3 separate regions of the Sus scrofa genome follow, and all the other regions are linked to region 3. A link is a contact called in public Hi-C and HiChIP or PLAC-seq data. All regions are on one chromosome and are shown on one strand. The core of a region is the stretch at or near the end of the contact, and the rest is flanking DNA. Distances in the headings are between cores, read along the strand shown. Region 1 holds the start of CHAD (chondroadherin). Region 2 holds the start of NME1 (NME/NM23 nucleoside diphosphate kinase 1). Region 3 holds the start of LUC7L3 (luc7-like protein 3).

The links. A called contact is a pair of places that touch in the nucleus more often than the background predicts. HiChIP or PLAC-seq counts read pairs in DNA pulled down with a chosen protein or histone mark.
Region 1: an H3K27ac HiChIP or PLAC-seq map of alveolar macrophages shows a contact between it and region 3. The contact joins the promoter of CHAD here to the promoter of LUC7L3 in region 3. A contact is called at or near these places in 1 of 5 promoter capture datasets (liver) and 1 of 2 datasets of contacts at active chromatin or transcription factors (alveolar macrophages).
Region 2: a contact with region 3 is called in a Hi-C map of skeletal muscle, with 6 times the contacts expected there. The contact joins the promoter of NME1 here to the promoter of LUC7L3 in region 3. A contact is called at or near these places in 1 of 5 promoter capture datasets (liver) and 1 of 47 Hi-C or Micro-C datasets (skeletal muscle).

What each region holds. Positions count from the first base shown.
Region 1 is chr12:26,744,586-26,748,628 of Sscrofa11.1, reverse strand. It overlaps CHAD (chondroadherin), which reads left to right and starts at 2,265. Exons shown (of 4, transcript XM_005668885.3): 1 at 2,265-3,387. The coding sequence starts at 2,614. It overlaps ACSF2 (acyl-CoA synthetase family member 2, mitochondrial), which reads right to left. Exons shown (of 16, transcript XM_003131573.4): 11 at 299-406.
Region 2 is chr12:27,414,885-27,419,449 of Sscrofa11.1, reverse strand. It overlaps NME1 (NME/NM23 nucleoside diphosphate kinase 1), which reads right to left and starts at 3,013. Exons shown (of 5, transcript NM_001204759.1): 1 at 2,921-3,013.
Region 3 is chr12:27,003,448-27,007,393 of Sscrofa11.1, reverse strand. It overlaps LUC7L3 (luc7-like protein 3), which reads right to left and starts at 2,500. Exons shown (of 12, transcript XM_021067191.1): 1 at 2,232-2,500. The coding sequence starts at 2,330.

The sequences.
Region 1 (4,043 bases), core at 1,016-3,515, 260 kb after region 3:
TGGCTCCTCTTTGAGGCTGTTCTGGCTGCCCTGAAACAGACAGTGGGCTTGGCAAAAACACACCTCAGACAGGAAGGGAGGCTGTGGAGTTCGGCTGGCGGCTGCTCCTGGCCACTGTTCCAGCTCTTCCCCGCTCAAGGCCTCAGCCCACAGAGAAGCCCCAGGCCAGTCCCCGGGAAGCCCCTGATGCTGGGGGTGCTCTCAGCATCCTGAGTGAGCTCTGATGGAAAACAACGCGTCCCAAGGGGTGCCCCCCCCAGCCACATGGTAGGAGGTGGGGCCTGGGGCCTGGGCTCACCTCGGTGTGGGGCATAACTCTGCCCACACTTTCTGCCTTCTGCTCCATGGTGTCCTCGGGAAAGTTCATGAAAGTGACAGGACTATTTTCTGTGGTTCCATAAGCCACCTAGAGGGTCCAGAAAGGGTATTCGGAAGGGAGCAAAGGGATGGCGGCAAGATGGAGAAGTCTCCCTGGGGAAATGGGGAGGAACTCGGGGGAAAGAAGGCAGTGGTTGAATGGTGGGACGAGTGGCATAGTCGGTAGAGGTCAGAGGTCAGGAGGCAAACCTGACCTCTGGGATGGAGCCCAAACTAGCTCAACGAGCAGAGTCCCGAGGTCTGAAATAAAACTGAGAGCAGGGAGGCTACTGGCTTCCAGGCAGGGCGCCCAGTCTCCACAATTCCCTGGAGCAGCCATACGCTTTAGCCTGTGGCTCCCAGCAGCACCAGTGCCCCAGCCCCAAGGCGTCTTAGCACCGGCTTCCTGAATTCAGGCCGTAACATCCCCTGGCCCTCCCTTCCAAGCTGAAGGGTCTGAAAACTTGATGAGAAAGCCAGCCTCCCCTGGCCCAGCTGGGAGCTATAAACACAACCCACCCACCCACCAGACTCCTGGGACAAGTGCCTAGCATTGGGATAGGTGCGCCCCCCCCCCCCAAGTTCTGGAAAGTTTCCTGTACATTTATTTTCATCAAAATAAAAATACAGCCAAAGCAAGGATTTAAAAAGCCAGTGGCACACACCCTCCCCCCACTCTCCCCCTTCTAGTGGTTGGAACGTCCTGAGCCACAGAAAACCAGAAGCCAGCCTTGGAGAAGCCTGAAAACCAGGCAGTGTTCTGGGCCGACTGTGACCCCCAACGCGTGAAAGGAGCTTAGGAGAGGGGTAGGTCTCCCCACCTGAATTCTGGGTGAAAGGAGAGGGGCAGGCTACCCTCTCTTCTTGGTCCCTTCCAGCCAGCAAAGACACCAGACCTTTGTTCGTCCTTCAGCCTCACCCCGTTCCAAATTTCTTCTGTGTCAGGGGGCATGACTCAGGCACAGCTGGGGTCTGGCAAGATCTGAGGTCCGGCTCCTCCCCTCACCCCCCAAAACAGACAAGAACCCCTACCAGTCAGCCCAGAGCTTGCTTTGAGGCCAGAGCTGAGACGCTGCCTGCCCTCCCCTCCCCTTTCCACAAGAATCTGGACACCGTGGCGGGACAAGTGGACACAGAGATCTGGTCAGCTGGGGCAGGGCTGCCCACAGGACCTGGGGTCAGGAAACCCAAGCTGTCCAAGGGCTGGTCCTTTGTAGCCAGGACCCAGCCCCCTCACCCACCCTCACAGTCCTGGGGCCACTGCCCAGGTGTGGCTTCTGCCAAGTACACCTTGGCGCCACCCTGGCCGCCATCCTGAGAGAGCCCCCCACCTCCCCCGGGGAGGGGGGCGGTTCCTGACCGCCGAGGGGTGGGGATGAAGAGATGGGGACATTCTAGGGAGATTAAGGACAGGGAAAGATGGTGCGGCTGTGGCCTTCTGGTGTGTTTGCCCAGCCCTGTGGGTCACTCCCCTCACCACCAGGTCCCACTCTTCTGATTACCTTCACCCGTGGCAAAGGGGCATGGGGGTGCCGGGGACGGAAACGCGAGCCCAGGGAGAAGGGGAGGGCGGGGGGCGGGGGAGGTGGGGGAGCGCCTGGGAGAGAGGAGCCATCGGACCTCCAACCTCTCCAGCCTCCTGAGGGTTGGCTGCGGGTGCAGCCGGAAGGGGGAGCCCGACGCCAGAGCAGCTCTCACGCTCCGCCGGCGCCGCACAAGAGCCCCATTAAAGCGCCGCCGGCCGGCGACCGCGGCGAGACTCGCGTCCGGCCGTCCGGCCCCACTTCCTCCCTCGCTGGGTCCAGGGCACGCGGCCGAGCGTGTATGGGGGGGGAGGCGTGGAGGCTCAGACTTGAGCAAACAAATAAGTTCAGGGACCGCCTCCCTCTCTGCGGTGTAAACTCGGGGGCCCTGGACACACCCATTACTGCCCCCACCAGGAAAGCAGGGGGAAAGGAGGTCAGGGCTGGGAGGGAGCAAGATCCGAGGGCAGGGAGATAGGGGGGGCCGGGCTGGGGACTGAGGTTCGGGGACCTGGGTCCAGCCGCGCACGGTCCCCAGGGTGAGAGGGCCCCTCCCCGTCGAGGGCAGGGGCGCAGCTCCGGGCGGGAGGGAGTTAACCCGGTGCCCTCGCGGCTCCACGTAGGAGCTGGCTCCGGCTGCCGGCTGCGGTCAGGGCCACCGTATAAATAGGGCGGGAGACCGAGCGCCGAGGACTTGCAGCCGCCCCCAGCCCCGGCCCCTGGCGTCCCAGCCATGGCCCGCCAGATGCTCTTGCTCAGCCTCGGCCTCCTGGCCGGCCTGCTGCCGGCGCTGGCCGCCTGCCCCCAGAACTGCCACTGCCACGGCGACCTGCAGCACGTCATCTGCGACAAGGTGGGGCTGCAGAAGATCCCCAAAGTGTCAGAGAAGACCAAGCTGCTCAACCTACAGCGCAACAACTTCCCAGTGCTGGCTGCTAACTCGTTTCGGGCCATGCCGAACCTCGTCTCGCTGCACCTGCAGCACTGCCAGATCCGCGAGGTGGCCTCTGGCGCCTTCCGCGGCCTCAAGCAGCTCATCTACCTGTACCTATCCCACAACGACATCCGCGTGCTGCGCGCTGGCGCCTTCGACGACCTGACCGAGCTCACCTACCTCTACCTGGACCACAACAAGGTGACCGAGCTGCCCCGAGGGCTACTCTCCCCGCTGGTCAACCTTTTCATCCTGCAGCTCAACAACAACAAGATCCGCGAGCTGCGCGCAGGCGCCTTCCAGGGCGCCAAGGACCTGCGCTGGCTCTACCTGTCGGAAAACTCACTCAGTTCCCTGCAGCCCGGCTCTCTGGACGACGTGGAAAACCTCGCCAAGTTCTACCTGGATAGGAACCAGCTATCCAGCTACCCCTCGGCTGCTCTGAGCAAGCTGCGGGTGGTGGAGGAGCTGAAGCTGTCCCACAACCCCCTGAAAAGCATCCCAGACCATGCCTTCCAGTCTTTCGGCAGATACCTGGAGACCCTCTGGCTGGACAACACCAACCTGGAGAAGGTGAGCTCCTGGCTGCAGAGCTCTGCCCTGGCTCCTTCTTCACTGCCAGGAGGCCCGGGGATCCAGGGCCACAGCTGGGCACCATCCCCTCTTCCCTAAAATTGCCTCTTCCTGTGGCTAACTCCAAGGTGAGGAGCTCTGCCACCTCTGTCCCTCATCTTGTCCCGTGCCTGCCCCAAATCCTGCCCTGCTGCCCCTAGTCCCTAGTCTCTGGCACGGCCCTCCTAGGATTCCTACTTAAAAACAGAGCCGGGGCTGCCCTGGCCCCACCAGTAGGCCCCAAGGAGGGATGTCCAGGGCTCCCAAACTCCTTGCACAGCAGCCACCTCTTCCTTTTGGGCCTTCCACCCGTCCTTGCTGTGTCCCCCACCTCCACCCCGCCCCCAGTCTCCAGTAAACCTCCCACCCCATAAAGGAAGGTTTGTTTATTGAGGAGCCTTCCAGAGGAGCTGGGCACCTCAGGCCCACAAAGAGACCCTGTTCCTGGTGGGGAGAGTGCATGTGTGCTAAGGTGGGGTGGGGGGCTGGGGAGTGAGGGGGGAGCACATAGCTGAGGAAGGCCCCCTCCGTGCCTCCCAGAGATGCCCCCCACCCCCCAGTCCACACACACACACACACACATGCCACTGCATTCCCAGGTCCATCTCAGCCGAGTG
Region 2 (4,565 bases), core at 1,764-4,263, 410 kb before region 3:
ACATTAAATGAAGTCCCATCTCCCCTATGACCCACAGTCAGGAAAGAAAAATGAAATAGTAAAACAGCAGATTAAAGTACTAACAAATTGGAGTTCCTGTCGAGGCTCAAGGGTTAACAAATCCAACTAGGAACCATGAGGTTGCAGGTTCGATCCCTGGCCTTGCTCAGTGGGTTAAGGATCCAGTGTTGCCGTGAGCTGTGATGTAGGTTGCAGACTCGCCTCAGATCCCGTGTTGCTGTGGCTCTGGCGTAGGCCGGCAGCTACAGCTCCAATTCGACCCCTAACCTGGGAACCTCCATATGCCGCGGGAGCAGCCCTAGAAAAGGGCAAAAAGACAATAAATAAATAAATAAATAAAGTACTAAAAAGTAAAACCACCCTGGCCAGGTGGACTGAAGTACTGTCCCAGACTTTGATACATTTGAATGATGAACCAGTAGAACTTGTGGCCTTTTATGCCAGACGAGAGACCCCTGCCAAGATACCCAATGTCTTGGGAAACAGCTCTCTCTGTGGATCAATGGACTGTGCTGCTGAGAACACTAAGCCCCACCCCTGGGTGAGGGGGAATTACTCAGTTTCCACTGGGAGGCTGCAGCCCTGCCACAAGCTGGCCTGTTGAGATGTGCTATACCTGGAAGGGAACATGCACCTCTGAAGAGGGGAGAAGGAAGGGGTCCTGGTCTGGCATATCCCACGCCTACTCCATCTCCTCATGCCAGACAGGGCTGCCTGCCCTGGCCAACATGTATAGCATACATAACTAGGTCAAGTTCCTAGAGCTGCCAACCTCCCTCTCCTCCAGGCCAGATGGGCACATTCGGTTTCCCACTGGAACAATCATTTAGCCACCATTTTTGTCCCCTCCTTTGGCCTGACGGGCATTATAGCACAGAGAGAAGCCCTTACTAAATTCACCCAGCAAGCCTTAAATACTAGCCTGCAAAACCTGTCTTTATGGAACACTTTATCTTTAATGGCAAAAGCTGTCCTCCAAAGCAGGACATTATTACTGCCTGACAAAGGGATTTAGTAAATCAATGGTTCAGATGATGAGGCTCCTGGAGGAGAAAATTGTTATTATTTAGGGAATCGTCTTAATCCATGCGTCTCTTACACATGCCTCTATAATGCTGCTCTGACATCTGCCTCCACTGCAATCAGATGGCTGCCAAATGAGCCGCCTCCACCCTTTGCTGATCTCTCAGGGCACAATGCATCTGGGGAGTGGGGATGAGATTGTGAGAGCTAGTTGCAAGGGGTGGAGTATTGGAGGAGGTCATGGAGAGAATACGTCCCCAGGCAACTAGAGGCTCCTCACCTCTGTTTTTGAAAGGTACACTCTGCCTACTGTCCCCATAGTAGGGGCTGTTCGAAGGACAAAACATAGCCTTGAGAGAGTAAAGTGTTGTTGAGACCATCTGGACTGAATAGATGACTAAACCCATTTAAAGACTCTATGCATAACTTTTAAAATTCTGGTAGGTGACAGCAGCCACCTCAAGCTCCCTTGGTCATTATAACTGCCACCTATAATCTGGAGTGGTCTGCCTTTCTTCAGTCTCTCCTTGCCTTTGTGTGCAGAAGCCAGTTTTTTGTTTTTGTTTTTATTTTTAGGGCTGTACCCACCCTTCTAGCATACAGAAAGGCTAGAGGTAGAATCAGAGTGCAGCTGCAGGCCTACACCACAGCCACAGCCACACCAGATCCACGCTGCATCTGTGACCTACGCTGCAGCTTGTGGCAATGTGTATCCTTAACCCACTGAGTGAGGCCAGGGATCGAACCTGCATCCTTACAGACACTAGTCGGCTTCTTAAGCCACTGAGCCACAATGGGGACTAACATAAGCATCTACTGGGTACCCAATACTATGGCAGAACTGAGACAAGAAGTATTAAGAGAAAAAGAAAAGAATATCTTTCTGGATTATCCAGATGAGGGAAACTACAGTGATAATATGTGAGTGATGTCTAAAACAAGGCAGTATGAAATACAGTTTGACCTACTACCTCAGCATGCTATAACAGGAAGGAGTTTAGAGATTATTTCATTACAATCTTTTCTTTTACAAATGAGGAAACACATCTGGAGTACCAGAAGGAGGGTCACAATCCAGATTTCCCAACCCTCTGCAGCTTATGCTACATCACAAGATTAATGAATATTCTGACTAACCAATAAATGGTGGATTGTGGGAGAACTGTAGCCATGAGTAATATCTGTTGGAAGAAAGCCTAGAGACCACCTACTTCAGACTCTTCCTTTTACAGATAAGAAGTCTCAACTCAGGACCTGCTCTGCCTCCACAAGATGACAAAGGAGTCCCCTCACCTTGAAAGACAATCCCTATGTGGATAGCAGCACCACCTCCTGGCTCTACCTTCCTATAATTTAGTTGGCCTTTTATTACAACACCTTAACAATATATGTGAATTTTCTGTTTATTTCTCACAGGCCTGCCCCTGAATACAGAGATGATTTACTTCCCTAGTACCTAGTTACAGAGCCTAGTACTCAATAAGAGCAAAGAAAATGTCTTAAATGATAACCGCCCTGCACCTCCAAGAAAAAGAGACAAGGCCCAAGAACTGGCGGAGAACTCCTAATAGAAGCTACAGACAAGCATGAATTCCCTAGGAGAACATGGGGCTAAAGAGCCACAAACAGCAGTCCCTATACGTGTTCCCCACACCCACTCTTGATACATATCTGTCATTCATTCAGTAAGCACTGAGCACTGCACTCGATATAAACAAATAAGGCACAACCCTTACAGTCACGGACTGATGGGAAAAGCAGCCACGGACAAAGCCGAGTCCACGTGGCGCGGGACGTGAGCTGACAGGTTTGCACCTGTCAATGGGTGCGTCCCTCCCACCCGATCCCCCTGGCCACTTCTCCGAGTGGAACTTACCCGACCTCTTCACCTCCCCCTCCCTGGACCCCACTCTTCTCCCTTTTCTCTCAGGACCTCGAACCCTTCTCACCCCTCCGGGCACTTGGGCTTCAACTCCGTCGCCTGTCACCCGCACCGGAAACACGCCCCAGCTCCTCGTGGTTCCTAGCACCCGCTCGCGCGGAACGCTTCTGCGCATAATCGGCTGCAGGAGAGCCCATTTTGCAGAACACCACTCGCCTACGCTTCCTCCCGACAGTCGGATATCGTTCAAGGGAGCAACTTCCTGAAGTTCAACTTCCGGTACGGCTTCTCCCTATTCTTCTCGCACGCTGCAGCCATCTTTTTTTTCCCTTTAAGATCTGTGACTCACTTCCTTCTTTCGCGAGCAAACTGGCTTCCCGAGAGGTGGCGCTCACACTTTGCGTGAAAACTGAACTAGCGCCTGACCTAGAAGTAGTCAGTGTCCTCGTTTTACATTTGCTCATTCTTTCCAGCCTGTCAAGCAAATTATTTATTGAGTACCTTCTATGTGTCAGATATTGTTTCAGAGTCTGGGGTATAGCAGTAAACTTTCTTGGAACTTCTCGTGGGGTTGGGAATAAAGACAAACAATAAACAAATGAGCAAATTAACATGTAATATATCATAGTATGTAAATATTACTGAGAAAAAGCACAGCGAGGGGGTAGGGTAAAGGAGTACTTTAAATGTTGACTGGTGTGCTCTCTCAGGGGGTGACAGTAGAATAGACCTGCTGAAGTCAGATTACCTGAGAGCCAGTGGACATTAAGTGCTAGAAAATGCAACTGGAGAGCAGCAAGATTATGATGTGGTGGGAAGCCATTGGAGAATTTTGAGCAGGGCATGATATCATCTGATACATTTAAAAAAAAAAATCATTGCCTGCTGCAGGAGGAATGGCTGTGGTAAAGTACAGGATAGAATCAGGAGCCTTTTCAAAAAATGTGCTGGAGCACCTATAGGCAGAAAGAAAGTAAGAAGAAAGGAAGGAAGGAAAGAAAAAACCTCCACCTAAACCTCCCACTTTGAAAGAAAATCACTCCAGAGGGATTATAGATTTGTAAGTGTAAAACTATGTGGATAGGAGTTCCCTTGTAGCACAGCAGGTTAAGGATACAGCATTGTCACTGCAGCAGATTGGGTAGCTGCGGTGGCATGGATTTGATCCCGAGCTCAGAGAACTTCCACATGCCCCGGGTGCAACCCAAAAACCCCCAAAACAAAACAGGTGGCGGCTCAGAGAATTACAAACCTAACTAGTATCCATGAGGATATGGGTTCAATCCCTATCCTGGCTCAGTGGGTTAAGGATCCAGCATTGCCGTGAACTGTGGTGTAGGTGACAGACACAGCTCAGATCTGGCTTGGCCTTGGCTGTGGCTGTGACTGTGGTGTAGGCCAGCAGCTGCAGCTCTGATTCAACCACAAGCGTGGGAACTTACATATGCCGAAGGTGTAGCCCTAAAAAGCAAAAAAACAAAACAAAACAAAAAAACTATGCCTGCCATTTCAGTAAACAAAGAATATGGCCTGTCATCAAGCCATCAGCCACTGCAGCCTCCCCAAAGGTGCACCCTGAAGAGAAAAATAGTATACTGGCCCTAGATAAAGATGCATGTCAAAGGAATAATTTCTTTCT
Region 3 (3,946 bases), core at 1,251-3,750:
AAGTGTAGATTTGGGGGGCCTTCCACTAGACCCAAGGAATCAGAATGGGGGAGGGGAGCATTGGGTGGCCGTGAAGTACAGAAATCTGTATTTAAAACAAATTCCACAGATCAGTCAGATACAGACATCTAGGAACTGCTTCTAACACTAAGGTGAAGTTTCCATTCATCATTAAACAAAAGGACCCCACCCAGCTGAAATGACTTTTCCCAGCTAGTGCAAGGGTGGCAAAGAAAAACTTCCAGATAAAGTAGGAATGCAAAAATAGTTTGAATATCAGGTTACAGGGATGGTGAAACCCTTCCATCATATTCTGGGGTTGTCCATTCCTCCAGGATTCTAGCACTAACAGCCAACAACATTAGCAAATGACCCGGAAGTGACGCCTCGAGTTTACCCCCCTATAAAACTCTATAGTAATTCCAATTTATTCAGAAGAGCCATGTGCTTTGTTCCTGGTCTACTTCAACCTTTTCTTAGAAACAGGAAGCTGAAACACCAGCAATTAACTTTTTCAAATCCCTGAAGCTAGAATGAAGTGCGATCTGTCATCAAAGGCATAAAATGGCATAAAATATTGTGGCAAAGCACTGAAAGTTTAAATCAGTGACAAGCACTAAAACCAAGAGTAAAGCAGATTAACTGTAACTGAAATTGCATAAAACTTAAGTTGCTTTTCCGGGAGCGTCATTGCTAATGTTACAAACCCATCACATATAATGCAATATGGCAATAAAATACTATCAGGAAAACAGTTTCTTCACAACACTTATTCAAAACCAATTAGGCACAGGCATAGGCTGCTCCAGTTGAAGAGCAGGCAATCAAAACCAATTTTCTCTCTTTAACTCAAAATAGATAAATGTCCTATTTGCACATCAAGCAAATTGTAATGGTTTTTTCTTTCTTTCTTTTTTTTTTTTGCTAAGCTTAGATAGAAATATTACTGATTTCATTGGTTAAAAAAGTTACGTGTCACAAGGAAATGGCTAGAAAAGCCAAGGCAAGCAACAAAGTTACTCTATTTTTATTTTGACAATTTAGGGAAAAACCCAAATGTCAAAGAAAAAAAAGTTTAAAAAGCTTCACCTCTCCTGAGGTCAGTGACTGATGAGTGAATTTAACCCATACAATGATTCCTACCGTTAACACTTCAGGCATCACCCCACAAAAACTTCAAACGCTTATTTAAGATACTGAAAGGACTTCTCTAGCACCAACTTGTTTTCCAGCATTGCAAAAGAGAAATTTCACTCTGACCAAAGCCTGTTTAAAATATGCAATTTTTTAAAAGGCTATTAACTATTCCTTCATATTCTGATTAGCAACTGCCTTTAAATTACCATGTGTTAGATTATAACCACATGCAGAATTAAATTCTTCATCTATTTTTCTGCTAAGACCTGAAATAAACGTTACACACCATATTCAAAACACCAGAAATACCCCTACGGCATGTGCTTGACAGCCAGGTTTACAGCACTGGAAAGTGAAGACTACAAAGATTTTTTTTTTCGCTAAACAACTTGCCAGGACACCTTGGATCAGCCTCTCAAGCCTCATTTATGAAACTGGATTTATAATCATTTATCTTTAAAGTGTTAAAAGGAGCAAATGAGTTTCATGTGAAGAAAAAAGCTCTGACAACTAACCATTTACTGAATGGCTTTACTGGAACGTACTGCTATGCAAAAATATTTGTAAATCACGGTGAACCCTACGAAATTATGATATCTTAAAATTTTACTTCCTCTTAAGCGTCGAGCGAAATTGAACCATTACTGAAATACTACACTGCCACGATTTTTATCACTAATCCTGGCCAGAAATTTCAGTCTAAATCTGACGCTCAACCCAAATAACGGAAGAACTTGCCCTTTGCTCTATTTCATAGTGAGTGAAAACTCCGGAGCCTCTAAACGTAATCAAATACTCCTTCCTTTCCCGCGTTTCCCTGCCTCATTAAAGTGCTTCTCGATTCTGCCAAGGGTCTTTTTCGACTTCCTTGATAGTAAAACAACAACGAAAAACAAATCACCACACATCCGAGGATCCAGGCCGACTCCTCCCTCTGGGCTATCCTCCCGGCTCCCTCCCGCCACGGGGGTCAGACACTTGACCCCGGGGTGGCCCGGGCCCCAAATCGCACCTCAGCCCGGGGAAGGCCCCAGCCCGCGCCGCTCCCCTCCCCCACGGCGCCCGGGCACAGGCCCAAGGCCCGCGGGACTTACGCTCTCGTGGTCCCACCGCACGTTGCTGCGCTTCTCATCCGGGGCGAGGTTTCGGTCCCGGCCCATTAATTCATCCAACAACTGCGCAGCCGAAATCATGGTGCTTTCCTCGGGGGGCTGCTCCCACCAGCCCTGGCACCCTCCAAAGAAAACGCCGGCGACACAGTTGCCAACCCCCTCGGGCCCGCTCACAGGCCTCAAAGCCTCCTCTAAACAGGAGCCGACAAGACAAAATGGCCGCCGCGCGGGTGCCTTCCCAGCATGCCGTGCGCGCGCGTGCGCCCGCCGGGACACGCCCAGGCCTGGGAGGTGAGGACCAGCCGCCTCCACCGGCCCGGGGGCGGAGCCTGCAGAGTCCAGGACTCCGCCCCTGCCCAGTAGCACCTCCCCATCCCTCGCCAAGCGAAACCAAAGGCTTCCTAGCGTGTTAGGTCGTTCGTCCTCGCTGCCCAAACTTAGGTCTTCTCGAGTTCTTTTAGAGGAATAGAAGCCTACGTTTTGAAGCTTCGACACCACTCCGAAATGGAGAAAAGGACATTGCATCCCTCTGTACCACTCAGTGCCATCTTCCAGTGGAGGAAACCCAAAGAACAGCATTCATAACGAGTTCTGATTGCCTTCTCCTAGTCTCTGTGCTTGCCACCTCTTCTATCTGGCTTGGTCCTGCCATCCCATTCCCTGATTCACAAGGCTAGGAAATAAAGGCAGGAAGAGATAAGGCTTGACTACAAGGTCAAGAGGAGTATGCCTCCCAGTCTGGATTTTTTTTTTAATTACTAAATTATTTATTTAACAAATATCAGAGTACTTACATGTGCCAGGTAAGTTCTTGAAGTAAAGCTCTAAACCTTTGAGGCACACAGACCTTGAGGATTAGTAAGGGAGGCAGTCACTAAGGAAATAAATATAGGAGTTCCCGTCGTGGTGCAGCGGAAAAATGGATCTGACTAGGAACCATGAGGTTGCGGGTTGCCTCACTCAGTGGGTTATGGATCCGGCGTTGCCATGAGCTGTGGTGTAGGCCACAGATGCGGCTTGGACCTGGTGTTGCTGTGGCTGTGGTGTAGGCCAGCAGCTACAGCTCCAATTAGACCCCTAGCCTGGGAACCTCCCTATGCTGCCAGTGTGGCCCTAAAAAGACCAAAAAAAAAAGAAGAAATATATATGAGTACCTGTTGTGGTTCAGAGGGTTAAGAACCTGACTAATATCCATGAGGATGCAAGTTGGGTCCCTGGCCTTGCTCACTGGATTAAGGATATGACACTGCTTCGAGGTGTGGCATAGGTCATAGATGCCACTGGGATCTGGCTTTGCTGTGACTGTGGCATGTGGCTGTGGCGTAGGCCAGCAGCTGCAGCTCCCATTTGACCCCTAGCCCAGAACTTACATGTGCTGCAGGTGTGGCTCTAAAAAGACCCCCAAAAAGAGAGAGAAAAGAAAAAGATACAAATCAGTTTGTAGAAATAGCAGTGATGATGAGGGAGTTTTTAACTGATGGCTGTTGTTTTCTCAATTAAGCTTTTTTTTTTTTAGCCATGCCCGCAACAACCAGAGCCACAACAGTGACAACACCAGATCCCTAACCCACTGAACCACAAAGGAACTCCTCAATTAAGCATTTTCTGAAGTTTCACCACTGCCACAACCACCAAAAGTGAAAAAAAAAAAAAAAAAAAGCCTTATGAAACTTGAGTGCAAAGTTAACAGCTTCTGC